Regions from separate parts of the Sus scrofa genome. Here region 1 is linked to region 2. Evidence: chromatin contacts called from public HiChIP or PLAC-seq data. All regions are on one chromosome and are shown on one strand. The core of a region is the stretch at or near the end of the contact, and the rest is flanking DNA. Distances in the headings are between cores, read along the strand shown. Region 1 overlaps SORL1 (sortilin-related receptor). Region 2 overlaps SC5D (lathosterol oxidase).

Region 1 (5,774 bases), core at 890-3,389, 150 kb before region 2:
AGGTGTGCATGGGGTGACTGACTCACTGACTCGCCGCGTCTACTCCTGGAAATCCGTCCTACACATTCATCAGCGTACGTACAATTCACATATTCAAGACTATATACCTCATCCCTGTAACAGTAAAAGCTCAGAAGCAACTATGACCAGAAACAACTGTACTTCTTAAAGGGTAGCTCTGCTGATTTCACTTTCCTTCTCAAAACCCTACAATGGCTCCCCACTGCCCTCAGAATTCAGCCCATATTCCTTTATCGAGCACTGCAGATTCTGATACCAATATCCCTTTCCAAACCTCACCCACTACACTGTCCAAAAATAAGACTCAGTGTTCTCTACCCAAGGACCACTGTGTCTCATCTCCGCTTCTGGCCATTCTGTTCCCATCTAGAATTCCCACCCTGCACACCTGCACGCAGCCACATCCTACCTGTCATGCACATCCTGGATCAACGGTCACCTCCTCAGTGGAGCTTCCCATGATCCTCCTATCTGAAAGGTGTAGCTCCCTCCTCTGACTTCTGTGCTTTTCTTTCTTTCTTTCTTTTTCTTTCTTTCCGCCACACTCACAGAATGTGGAAATTCCCAGGCCAGGGATTAAACCAGAGCCACTGCAGCAGATAACACCAGATCCCTAACCCACTATGCCACAAGGGAACTCTTGTGCTTTCTTCTTTCTTTTTTATGGCCATATTCTCAGCATATGGTAGTTCCAGGGACTGAATCCAAGCCACAGCTGCAGCAACACTGGATTCTTTAAACAACTGTGCTGGGCCAGGGATCAAACCCACACCTCCGCAGTGACCCAAGACACTGCAGTTGGTTTCTTAACCCACCACACCACAGCAGGAACTCCCTATGCTTCTTTCAGGTGTGTTATATGCATAAAATGTCTTTTTTTAATCTCCTATAACTGCAATCGCCTTAATAACTGTATCCGTCAATTATCCAACTTCTTATACTCTGAAGAACCCAGCATGCTTTATATTAAGCAGACATTCAAAAAAACACGTTATAAATGAACAAATGAATGATTTGTTTTTGCTTTTTCCTTTTTAGGGCCACACTCGTGGCTAGAGGTCAAAATGGAGCTACAGATGCCAGCCTACACCACAGCTGCACCAAATCACAGCTGCATCTGCGATCTACACCACAGCCCACACCAACGCCGGATTCCCTAACCCACTGAGCGAAGCCAGGGATTGAACCCACATCCTCATGGGTACTGCTGGATTGGTTTCCACTGAGCCACAATGGGAACACCACAAATGAATGAACTTCAGAGAAAGATCCTCACTTTTTATATGGCTCCAAAAATGAAGTTCTTTTAGAAAGTCTAATATATACAAGAGCTGCAAGATTGCCCTGGGTTCCCTGATATACTAAAAAAAAAAAAAAAAAAAAAAAAAAAATCACTCCTCTCACAAGTAACCTTCCTTTCTCATCCCCCCTGGTGAGTCTACTATCCCTACAGCTCCAATTCCAGGTCTGGAATGTGTATTTCCTGAACCAGCTGCTTCACATTTCAGCTGAGGGCAGGTTTGCCCTCCATGCAGGAGCTAGAACTGATGCAAGGAAATTATGTAACTCGTTTCTTAGATGGCACGACTTACCAAGAAAAGGATTTCACATGTTCCTGAATCATGATCCAGGTCTGGCCAAAATCATCTGACTTCCATAGCTGCAAAGACCAAAGAGAGAAGTGGTCACGATGCCAGAGATATGACGTAAGATGCCCAAACGGCATCGCCAGCCAACATCCACAGAAACCCCACCCTGATGATAGGCCGCCTATAAAGACAGGCATTCAGATCATGTAGGCCAGCTTGGTTATCCCAAGGTAGGGTTGGGGAAGGTAGGACAGATCACCTGTGCCGCCTTCTCCAAGTTACCAAGTTCTCCACAGCAACAGAAAGGAAAAATGATTGTGACTTGACTTATAAATTACCAGAAACCGGCCCTCAGACGATGGTTAAAACAAAAGGATTAGACTCGGTACTTCTTGCCTGGGAAACAGTATCCTTAAAAAAAGAGAGAGAAAATGGAGTTCCCGCCATGGCACAACAGAATTGGCAGTGTCTCTGAAGGACTGGAACACAAGTTCCATCCCTGGCTCAGCACAGTGGGTTAAAGATCCACCCCTGCTGCAGCAGCTGTGGTGTAGGTTGCAACTATGACTCAGATCTGATCCCTGGCCCGGGAACTCCATATGCTGCAGGGTGGCCAAAAAAGAGAAAGAAAGAAAAAAAAAAAAAAAAAAAAAAAAAAACCATCATGGGCCACGATGATCAAAGCTGAATGGAGAGGACTCTGGCTAAACACAGGCTCAAAAGAGCACCAAAGGGAATCCACTGAATACACAAGGTGTGGCTGACCTGCCGATCTTTGACAAAGCCCCTCAACTTTCAGACACAAAACCTGCAGGTTCTTGCGACCATAGGGACCAGGGAGTAAGAAACAGGAGACCAAAAATAACACTAATCCACCTACACCGGTAAACCAGTAAACCGACCCAGCCCATACTTAGGTTACTCCCTAAGGCAAGCGAAGATAAACAGATCATGTTTTGATCAAACAACCTGCAAAGCAAAAGAAACTTCCGAGGTTCCTCTGGGCAAAGCTGTTTGAAACTCATCACAAACCCAACAGGATCGACAGGTTTCACGGGATTACGCCAGATCAATACTCTTGACTTGGCAAAAGTTTCACCCTTGAGATAAACATCTTACTCAGGCTTTCTGCCCATCCATCACCTTTCCTTCGCATCCAGGTTACACGAAGAAAACACACATTTGTATTACATGCACATGCGCGCGCACACATGCACAAGACTTAAAATTAATGGTACTTTCAAATAAATGGTAAGCAAAGGCAGTCTGTTTAGAGTGGAGGGTGGGAAGGGTAGAAATTTGACAAGCGGTCTCAGCGGAGCTCAGATGCCAGCCTTCTCTACCCAGCTCTCGGGTTCAATTCCAGAGCCCCGATGACCCCCAGGACTAACAAAGGTGCACCTGCACCGCAAGGGCCTGATGTGTAACTAACAGGGCCTGCCAAGGCCTAGGTGTTGCTTCCTGGCTGGGATGAAGACCAAGCATGCCAGGGGGAGATGTTCGTCCTCAGCCACGGGAAGCGCAACAATAGCTCCAAAGAAGAGAAGGAGGAGGGGCCAGGGGAGGTCACAGGAAGGCCAGGCAGGCCACACTCGAGGAGCCCCGCCTCTTCCGTGTTCCAGAAGCTCTCTTACCTGCTTGTTGGGGTGAGACCTGTCAAAGCCCAGGAGGAGGTTGGAGGCCTTACTATGCAGGAGGAGGTCGGCTGCCCGGAATGGGATGGAGAAGCCTTGGATGGTGTTGCAGAAGTCAAACGTGGTCCAGAGGTACTGGGCATAAGCGTCTGCAAAGATGTACTGCAAGGGAAAGGAGGCGCGCTCAGAGCAGGGCCTGGCTGGACCCCCCAACACCCCGACCCCGACAGTGTTTGGCCACACCCACGTGCAGGGGCCAGGGACCAGCCAGCAGACTCATGGCTTTCCTGCCATCTCTCCAGCAACAAAGAGATGCTGGTGGCACCACCCAAGGCCTGGCTCGGGGCTGGGTGCAGACAGGCTGGGGTGAAGCCCGATGGTGCTCCTGTCTGACCAGGCGATGAAGCTGGTCAAGACTTTCTATTTTTTCCTTCACTCGCCTCGCCTTTCTCACTCCCCAGGGGCTCCCGGGGTCTGAAGCAGAAGGTGGCTGCAGGAGGCTGGACAGAGAAGGCCGGCTGCACACGGGCGGGCCTGCTGCACTCTCCCCCGCCTTCCCAGGAAGGCTGACGACCTCACGCCCACCCGGAAAGCTGACTTCTCCTTCCTGCTGCTCTGCCAGGTGAATGGGCAGCTCTGAGGACCCAGCTGCCCCTGGGGCTGGCAGACACAGTCTGGGGCACCCCAGGCCGGCAGGTGCCTCACCTTCACTTCCACACAGGTGAGTGACCCTGAACCAGTCTGGCCAGGGAGTGACTGCTGGCCTGAAGAGTCCTCAAGGGGAAAGGAAAGAAGCGATTCAAGTTAACAAATGTGCACAGAATGGTCACCCTGGACCAGATGCGGGGGGCGGGGCCCAGAGAAAACACAGGAGCCTTCCTCTCAGGCATCTTCCACCTAACGTGGGAGAAGGACATGTCCCCAGACAACTATCGTTCAAGGAAAATGAGATTAACTGAGAAACCATGGACGGAGTCCTAGGAAAGCACAGACTGCAGGTCAGCTCCGGTTTGGAAGATCAGACATGACTCTGTGGGAGATTTGGGCCTTGAAGGGCAGGCAAGACTTTCGCAGGGAAGGAACAGGCCAAGTCAAGGGCAGTCTGAGTTTGGGACCAGAAGAGGAGGGGGAAAAAAAAATACAGCATGGGGAAAAACAAAAACAAAAAAACAATACATCACAGGTTTGATGACAGTCTTGAGAGCCTGAGGGAAATATCAGAAAATAAGGCTGCCAAAAAAAATAAATAAAGGAGTACCCTGCTGGCCTGGTGGTTAAGGGCCTGGCATTGCCACTACTATAGTGTGGGTTCAAGCCTTGGCTCAGGAACTTCTGCATGCCACGGCTGTGGCCAAAAAAAGAAGGCTGGAAAGGCCAGATGCACAGGCCTCGTGCACAGAGAGCTGGAGAACAGCCCCTGCTCCCAGGAGTACAGGGTAGCTCAGAGGATGCCTGGGAACCAAAACTAGAATAAAGGGGACCCAGCACCACCAACACCCAGCCACTGACATCCCAGAACTCAATGATGCAAAGGACTCCAGCCAAGGACACTTTCCCTAATTGAATCTACCTGTTCCAGATCCAGCTTCAGCTCTGAATCCTTTCAACGCCAACAGCCAGGCCCATAGGAACACTCTGCACTTGTCTGCACGTTGCTTCCTATGTTCCGGCTCCTTTCCTTCTCACTCTCTCTCCCCCATCTAGTCTGTAAACTTCCCAGGAATGTGGATTAGGTATTCTCTGCTTCCTCCAGAGCAACTAATATAAAACCCCAAACTCTAGAGACACCTAATTCAATCTAACTCGAGAGGTTAGCAAATGCCGTGAGAGCAGAAACTACCAGAACCAAAGGCAACATGATAAAAATAATTATGATCCTAAGAGGACCATCACCATCTAGGGCATGAAAGGGTCCCCCAGAAATAATGGGACTCATCTTTCTGCTCTGAAACCGGCTTGGTTACAGCAGGAGGGAAGGTCCTCTCCGTGTGAAAAGTTTTCTCCAGAAACCTATTCCACAGCTGCCTGCACTTTCACATACGAGAAGCTGGAAATCGTGCACCGGATTTCAGAACGCATGATGTTCACGGTCACGGCTCCAAGTTTTCAAGAGCACTTCATATGTGCCAGGCACTGTGCTGCAAGCTGGCGCGCCTTACCTCCTTTCACCCATGCAGCGCCCACAGCAACTCTGCTAAGGTACTGTTATCTCCTCTCTTACTAACGAGACACTGACGCTTCTGGTCAGCCATCTACGGTGACCAGAAGGGAGCAGTCACAGCGGCATCTGGCTGGTTCAGCAATCCTTACTCTTCTTCCAACCCAAAGGCAGCCGACTGAATCCACAGGTCCTGCGCTGGACTGGGCTCATTGATAGGCCTCCTCTCCGAGTCCACTCCTCAAGCTTCTCCGGGAACTCCCTGGCCTTCTGCCACAGCGTCTCATCAGTCCTCTGCACCCCACCCCTGGCCATCTGTCTCCGAGTCTCTCTTGCCAGCTCCTTGCCCTCAGGGGACCTCTGAACTCTCCC
Region 2 (5,797 bases), core at 1,902-4,401:
AAAAGAGAATAAATTATATGGGTCTGACAAAATGGCTAGCTGTTCAGGTAACTTGTCACCTTGCCTCCCAGGCAAACAGACACATTTCTCAGAATCTCCTCCATCTAGATGGGCCCAATGACTAGGTCTTGTCCAAAGGAAGTTGGGCAAAGGATGCATACAGCTAATTTCTGGGCATGACCCGTACACATTTTCCGTGTGCACTTTCCCCACAGGCTCCTTCAACATAGAAGACTCTATAAACTGGGAGAAGAGCGAAGTCCTGAAATAGACGGAGCCTGGGTCTCAAATGACTGTGGAAAACTCCATTGACTAGCAACTTCCACACTGGACTTGACAGAAATAACCTCGGAAAAGGTACACAACTAGGTCCCAATGTCCTTACATCAAGGACTTTTAACTGTGACAGATCAAGAGTAAAAGCCAACAAATGAGAACCTTCATTATGACGGAACACTAAGTTTATTTCCCCTTAATTTTCTTTGTTTTCTCAGGTAGTGGAGCACAGGGGCAGGGAGGGGGTTGGCGGTGGGGATTAGTGAAAACCACACAGCTGCACCGACCCATTACAAACACTAACTGGTATACTGGTATGTTTAAGTAAAGTAACACTGGAACAGTAACTCCAACAGAAAAAATAATTTTTTTTTCTTTTGGATCCCAAGCATTAAATTTTATGACACTCAAATCTAATAAAAGATGTGAAATATACAAAGAAAGTGATACTGACTTCTCTCTTTCTCCCTTTGACATCAAGCATTTGGAGGGATGCTAAAAGTTTTGACAATCTACATCATTTCTGTGGTTTCAGGCTGACATAAAATTTGTCCAAAGAAGACTCTGTGCTGTTAAAATATTCAACTGATACACGTGAGTAACAGTCATAATCAACTTTTATTTTACATACTTTACAGAATGCCTTTGCAAACCATGTTTTCATGTTTATGTTACAACACATGACATTTCTCTATGAAAATATTTGTTAAATAATTTTGCAGAAGAAGTGGGTAAAAGTGAAGAAAGAGAGAAAATAAGATTTTAAAGCTAATCTTAAGCGATAGGCCTAAATATTTGACAACAATTTCCTTTCACAGAAAATCACAGGATTGTAACTTTGAGACATCAAAAGTGCAGTGCATCAGTTAAACTAAAAAACCAGGACCATTAGGAATTCCCCTGTGGTACAGCAGATTAAGGATCTGGTGGTGTTACTGCTGTGGCTCAGGTCGCTGTTGTGGCATGGGTTCATCCCTGGCCTGGGAACTCTGACATGCCTTGGGCCTGGCCAAAAAGACCCCTAAACCCCAGTAGAGTCAAATGTATTATTTGGGTATCAAATTTCCCTTTCTACATATATTCAGAGTTGCATAATTTTATACTTATTAAATAATGGTTTAAAATAATAATTACCAAAATCTTTAAATAATCCCAGTTCTGGATTAAATCATGGTAATATTAATATTTTTTAAAATTCCCAATTTATTTGTTCATCAGTAAAATATAATATTTGACAATGACCCCAGAGATTAAGTTCTCTGTGTGTAGGAAGACGATAATCTCATTACACCTGCTATCACGTCACTCAGCTGCTATTATATCACAATTTTTTCCCCATACTGATGTTTCCACTTGAACAACATACTACAAGTAGTTGTTATTATGTACTGAACTCATTCCTGAAACAAGGAACCATCTTTACATTAGTATTTTGTTGTTACGGTGTTTAGTCATGATATCATTAAGCACAATGAATTTTACTTAATGAATAATGATGAATTAAGGCAAAAGGACATTACCTGGTCCCCTTAAAAACTTATCCTCTATCTTTTAAAAAACTGTTGTTGAGGCTATACAAATTGCAGATCTGCTGGCTAGAAAGACACCATTAGTCCCTTGGTGTTCACAGCATGTTCTTTTGACCTACCAGCATGATCATTCCTCAGCAGGACCCACCATTCTGATTTTCAAATGATACTGTTCACGTGCTAGGCCTCTTGGCTGTACATATGTAGATTATTTCTCTTGATTAAAAATATTCAGTAATTCGGCAATAATCTACTCAGCCTTTTTGCCCTCGCCATTGAATAATTTTTCATTTTTACAACCATTTCCTGCATGGTTGCTGAACTTTTCTTCTGTCATCTTCTTCACATAATCAAGTGGTCCATTCCCTTCAAAGGAGGAGGGGTTTTTGAATGAGCCTCCAATTCTGTCCCACAACGTGAAGTACTGTCCATAGTTATAGTCAAAGAGCATATGGTGGTCTGTATGATGGGCTGAGCCATTAATAAATGGCCTTAAGCTCTGGGGAACACGGAAGTCACCGTCATGAATGGAAATTGTCCAGATATTGACCAAAATGTACAAACCTAAATAAACTACCTTGTGTAGGGGAAAAACGAAAGGGTATATGTGGTAAGGGAGACTCTGAAGGAAGCCATCCAGAGGGTGAAAAGCATGACTTGCAAATGGAGTAGGGATCTTCCAGATGTGATGAGGTTTGTGTAAGCGCTAGAGAAGAAAAGGACACCAAGTTAATGTCGCAGACTTTCCCCCGAGACACACTCCACTGCACTTTTCCTGCTCATGTTGTGGGAAACGACCTGGCTACACATCTCTTTGAATGTAGCAAATTACTTTATAAAATGCCCCTCTTCTTTATCTCCAAACAGCAAAATTTTAACTCAGCCCCTCCAGACCCATAAAGAAGGACACACACAAAATGTACCTTGTACCTGTCATGACTATGGCTACTTGAGTATTTAATAATACCTCTTATAATAGAAATGATGATGATAACAACAGTAATAGTAGTAGTAGTACCTGAAATGAGTATTTTCTGTCTTTCCCCTACAAATGACTCTACCTTATATAAAAGTCTATGATGAAGGCCTCTGTGAATCCAGTAGATCAGCATGTCAGTGAAAAAGAGAAAGGACAATACACTAGCAAGGAGTCGAAACCAGCCTACAAGAGACAACAGGATATGGCACAATCAAGATTTGGCTCCCAGGATCAGCGTTTACTTTTTATATGTCCATCTAAGGAGACAAAATATGATCCCAGACCCAAACACTGTAAACTATCTGCTTTGGTTAATCCAGTATGTTACAATCTCCACCTCCCTTGGCTCCCTGGGCTCTGCTTACTTCCCTCTCATAAAAAATTGAAGGGACCCACCCAAAATATTTCTTAATTAAACTATGAAGTTATTTATGGGGAGTTCCCATCATGACTCAGCGGAAACGAATCTGACTAGTATCCATGAGGATGCAGGTTCGATCCTTGGCCTTGCTCAGTGGGTTAAGGATCTGGTGTTGCCCTGAGCTGTGTAGATGTGCCTCGGATCTGTCGTTGCTGTGACTGTGGTGTAGGTCTACAGTTCTGATTCGACCTCTAGCCTGGGAACCTCCATATGCCTTGGGTAGGGCCCTAAAAAAAAAGAAAAGACAAGCTATTTACGAAACAGAAAAAGTATACTCCTGTGGCATCTTTATGATTGAAATGTTTGAGAATAATGCTCTTTATTTTTCCTTCACATTAATCTTCATAAAACATATCTTTAGGAGTTCCTGTCATGGCTCAGTGGTTAATGAATCCGACTAGGAACCATGAGGTTGTGGGTTCGATCCCTGGCTTTGCTCAGTGGGTTGAGGATCCGGTGTTGCCATGAGCTGTGGTGTAGGTCACAGACATGGCTCAGATCCCGGGTTGCTGTGGCTCTGGCGTAGGCTGGCAACTACAGCTCTGATGAGACCTCCTAGCCTGGGAACCTCCATATGCCACAGGAGTGGCCGAAGAAATGGCAAAAAGACAAAAAAACAAAAAAAACAAACAAAAAAAACCCCCCAAAAAACCCATATCTTTACATATTACCTCCCCTGCTTTGAGTTTTATTTTCCATGAAACACCTTAAGCCCAGCATTTACTCCATAACCCAACCTGTTCTGATCTTCCCAACCTCATCTGTTCATGAACTAACCAGGCTGGATCACTCAATGTCCTCCCAATATCTTCAAAGCCTTACGTCTATACCTTTACTCGTATCTAGAATGCCCTCGTTCCTTTCATTTTTATTCATAATTTGACCCACTTTTCAAGGTTGAGTCAATTCATCACCCTGGTATATAATTTTTATTCCCTCCTTTAAATAACTAACCTCTTACTGAGAGAGCATGGGTGCTGACGCCAGCAAGCTTGGGTTCCAGGCTCAGATCTACCACTTATTTGTTAAGTGAGCATGGCGAGTTACTGAAGCTCTCTGTACACTTAAGTTACTCACCTATGAATGGAGCAGAACAGTAGTACCTACCTCAGAGAATTAATGTAGAATAAAACTGATTGATACATGTGAAAAACTTAGAACTGGAGCTGGTACATATTAACACTCAATAAATGTTAACTATTATTCTTACTTCCTAATACTAGATACCTGAAATGTATCTGGATGAAATAACTCCAGAATTTCACAAAAATTAGTTTAGTCATTGCAGTACTATTTGTAGCAGAAAAATGAGGAAAAATCTAAAGGTCTGAAAATGGTGGATCATTTAAATAAACTATAGATAGGAGTTCCCACTGTGGCTCGGTGGTTAACAAATTCGACTAGGAACCATGAGGTTGTGGGTTCAATCCCTAGCCTTGTTCAGTGAGTCAAGGATCTGGTGTTGCCGTGAGCTGTGGTGTAGGTCGCAGACGAGGCTCAGATCCCACATTGCTGTGGCTGTGGCGTAGGCCGGTGACTACAGCTCCAATTCGACCCCTAGCCTGGGAACCTCCATATGCCTCGGGAGAGGCCCTAGAAAAGGCAAAAAAGACAAAAAAACAAAAACAAAAACAAACAAACAAATAAAACTATGGATATCTATACTAAGTGATCCTATACAATGTCAGTATTTGCTGACATGAAAATATTGGCATATACACTGCTAAGAGGAAAAAAGAATCAGAGTCCAAACCAGCATGCATAGTAGTGTTTCATTTTTTGTTATATAAATAATGAAGTACACAGGCAGAGAAAAATGGAAGGAGATACACCAAACAAGTTAAGAGTTTCTAGGTAGCAGGATGATGGATTTTTTAAAATCTGTGTCTGCCAATTTTCTATAAATATCATGTACTACTTGATAATTTTTTTTCATGTTTGAATTCAATGAAGATAACAGGAAACAAATTCAAGGGTCTGGCTCTGATTATATCAATCTTCCCCAAGCATAATTTCATCCACAACAAAAGACTGTAAAATTGACAAATGAAATGAAAGAAATGCACATGTGTCAAGACATGAATGTGTAAAAGCAGAACACTGAAAACAACTGAACAGTTCCTAGTTATTTCCAAAGGAAAAAAAAGGCAAATTTGGTTTCTGTAGAGAAACCAACCTGTGCCTGACATTTATATAACGTACTCACCGAATGGAAACTCTCCTACGCCATCATATAATCTGCTGTAACCTCTCACTTCTAGCAGAAACAGTGAAACGGTGGGAAGGCTTATCCATGGCATTGATTTGACAGAATGCATAATCTCGCGATAGACTTGATTCTGAAAATGAAGTTTCCTACACTTACCAATCACAAAATATAGGTTAAACAAAACTAGCATAAAATTGTTCTGGATTGGATTTAAAAAATGTCTTTTATATGAAGGAGCTTACCTCCAAATTGCTTCTACTGAAATATTAATATGTGGGCAAGGGTGTGTAAGAAAAACATTCCTTCGTCCTAAGCAAATGCAACAAATTTTTTAAATTCTGAAACTTCTTTTCCTTCCCATAAAATCTCTATTCCAAATTTCT

What was found. HiChIP or PLAC-seq counts read pairs in DNA pulled down with a chosen protein or histone mark.
Region 1: a contact with region 2 is called in an H3K27ac HiChIP or PLAC-seq map of alveolar macrophages. The contact joins two enhancer-like sites.

Annotation. Positions count from the first base shown.
Region 1 is chr9:48,514,801-48,520,574 of Sscrofa11.1, reverse strand. It overlaps SORL1 (sortilin-related receptor), which reads right to left. Exons shown (of 50, transcript XM_021063014.1): 5 at 3,245-3,406; 6 at 1,614-1,681. Among named protein-coding and RNA genes, the nearest start is that of SORL1, 82 kb to the right of the region's middle. Within about 2 kb of position 2,139, at least 2 of the 83 cell types and tissues checked have an H3K27ac peak or open chromatin away from gene starts, as enhancers often do. A contact at or near this core is called in alveolar macrophages, where this site is marked.
Region 2 is chr9:48,367,470-48,373,266 of Sscrofa11.1, reverse strand. SC5D (lathosterol oxidase) reads right to left here. Exons shown (of 5, transcript XM_003129944.4): 3 at 5,412-5,544; 4 at 2,867-2,967; 5 at 876-2,511. The coding sequence ends at 2,056. LOC106504896 (a long non-coding RNA gene) reads left to right here. Exons shown (of 4, transcript XR_002335693.1): 3 at 216-357; 4 at 812-2,360. Among named protein-coding and RNA genes, the nearest start is that of SC5D, 13 kb to the right of the region's middle. Within about 2 kb of position 3,151, at least 2 of the 83 cell types and tissues checked have an H3K27ac peak or open chromatin away from gene starts, as enhancers often do. A contact at or near this core is called in alveolar macrophages, where this site is marked.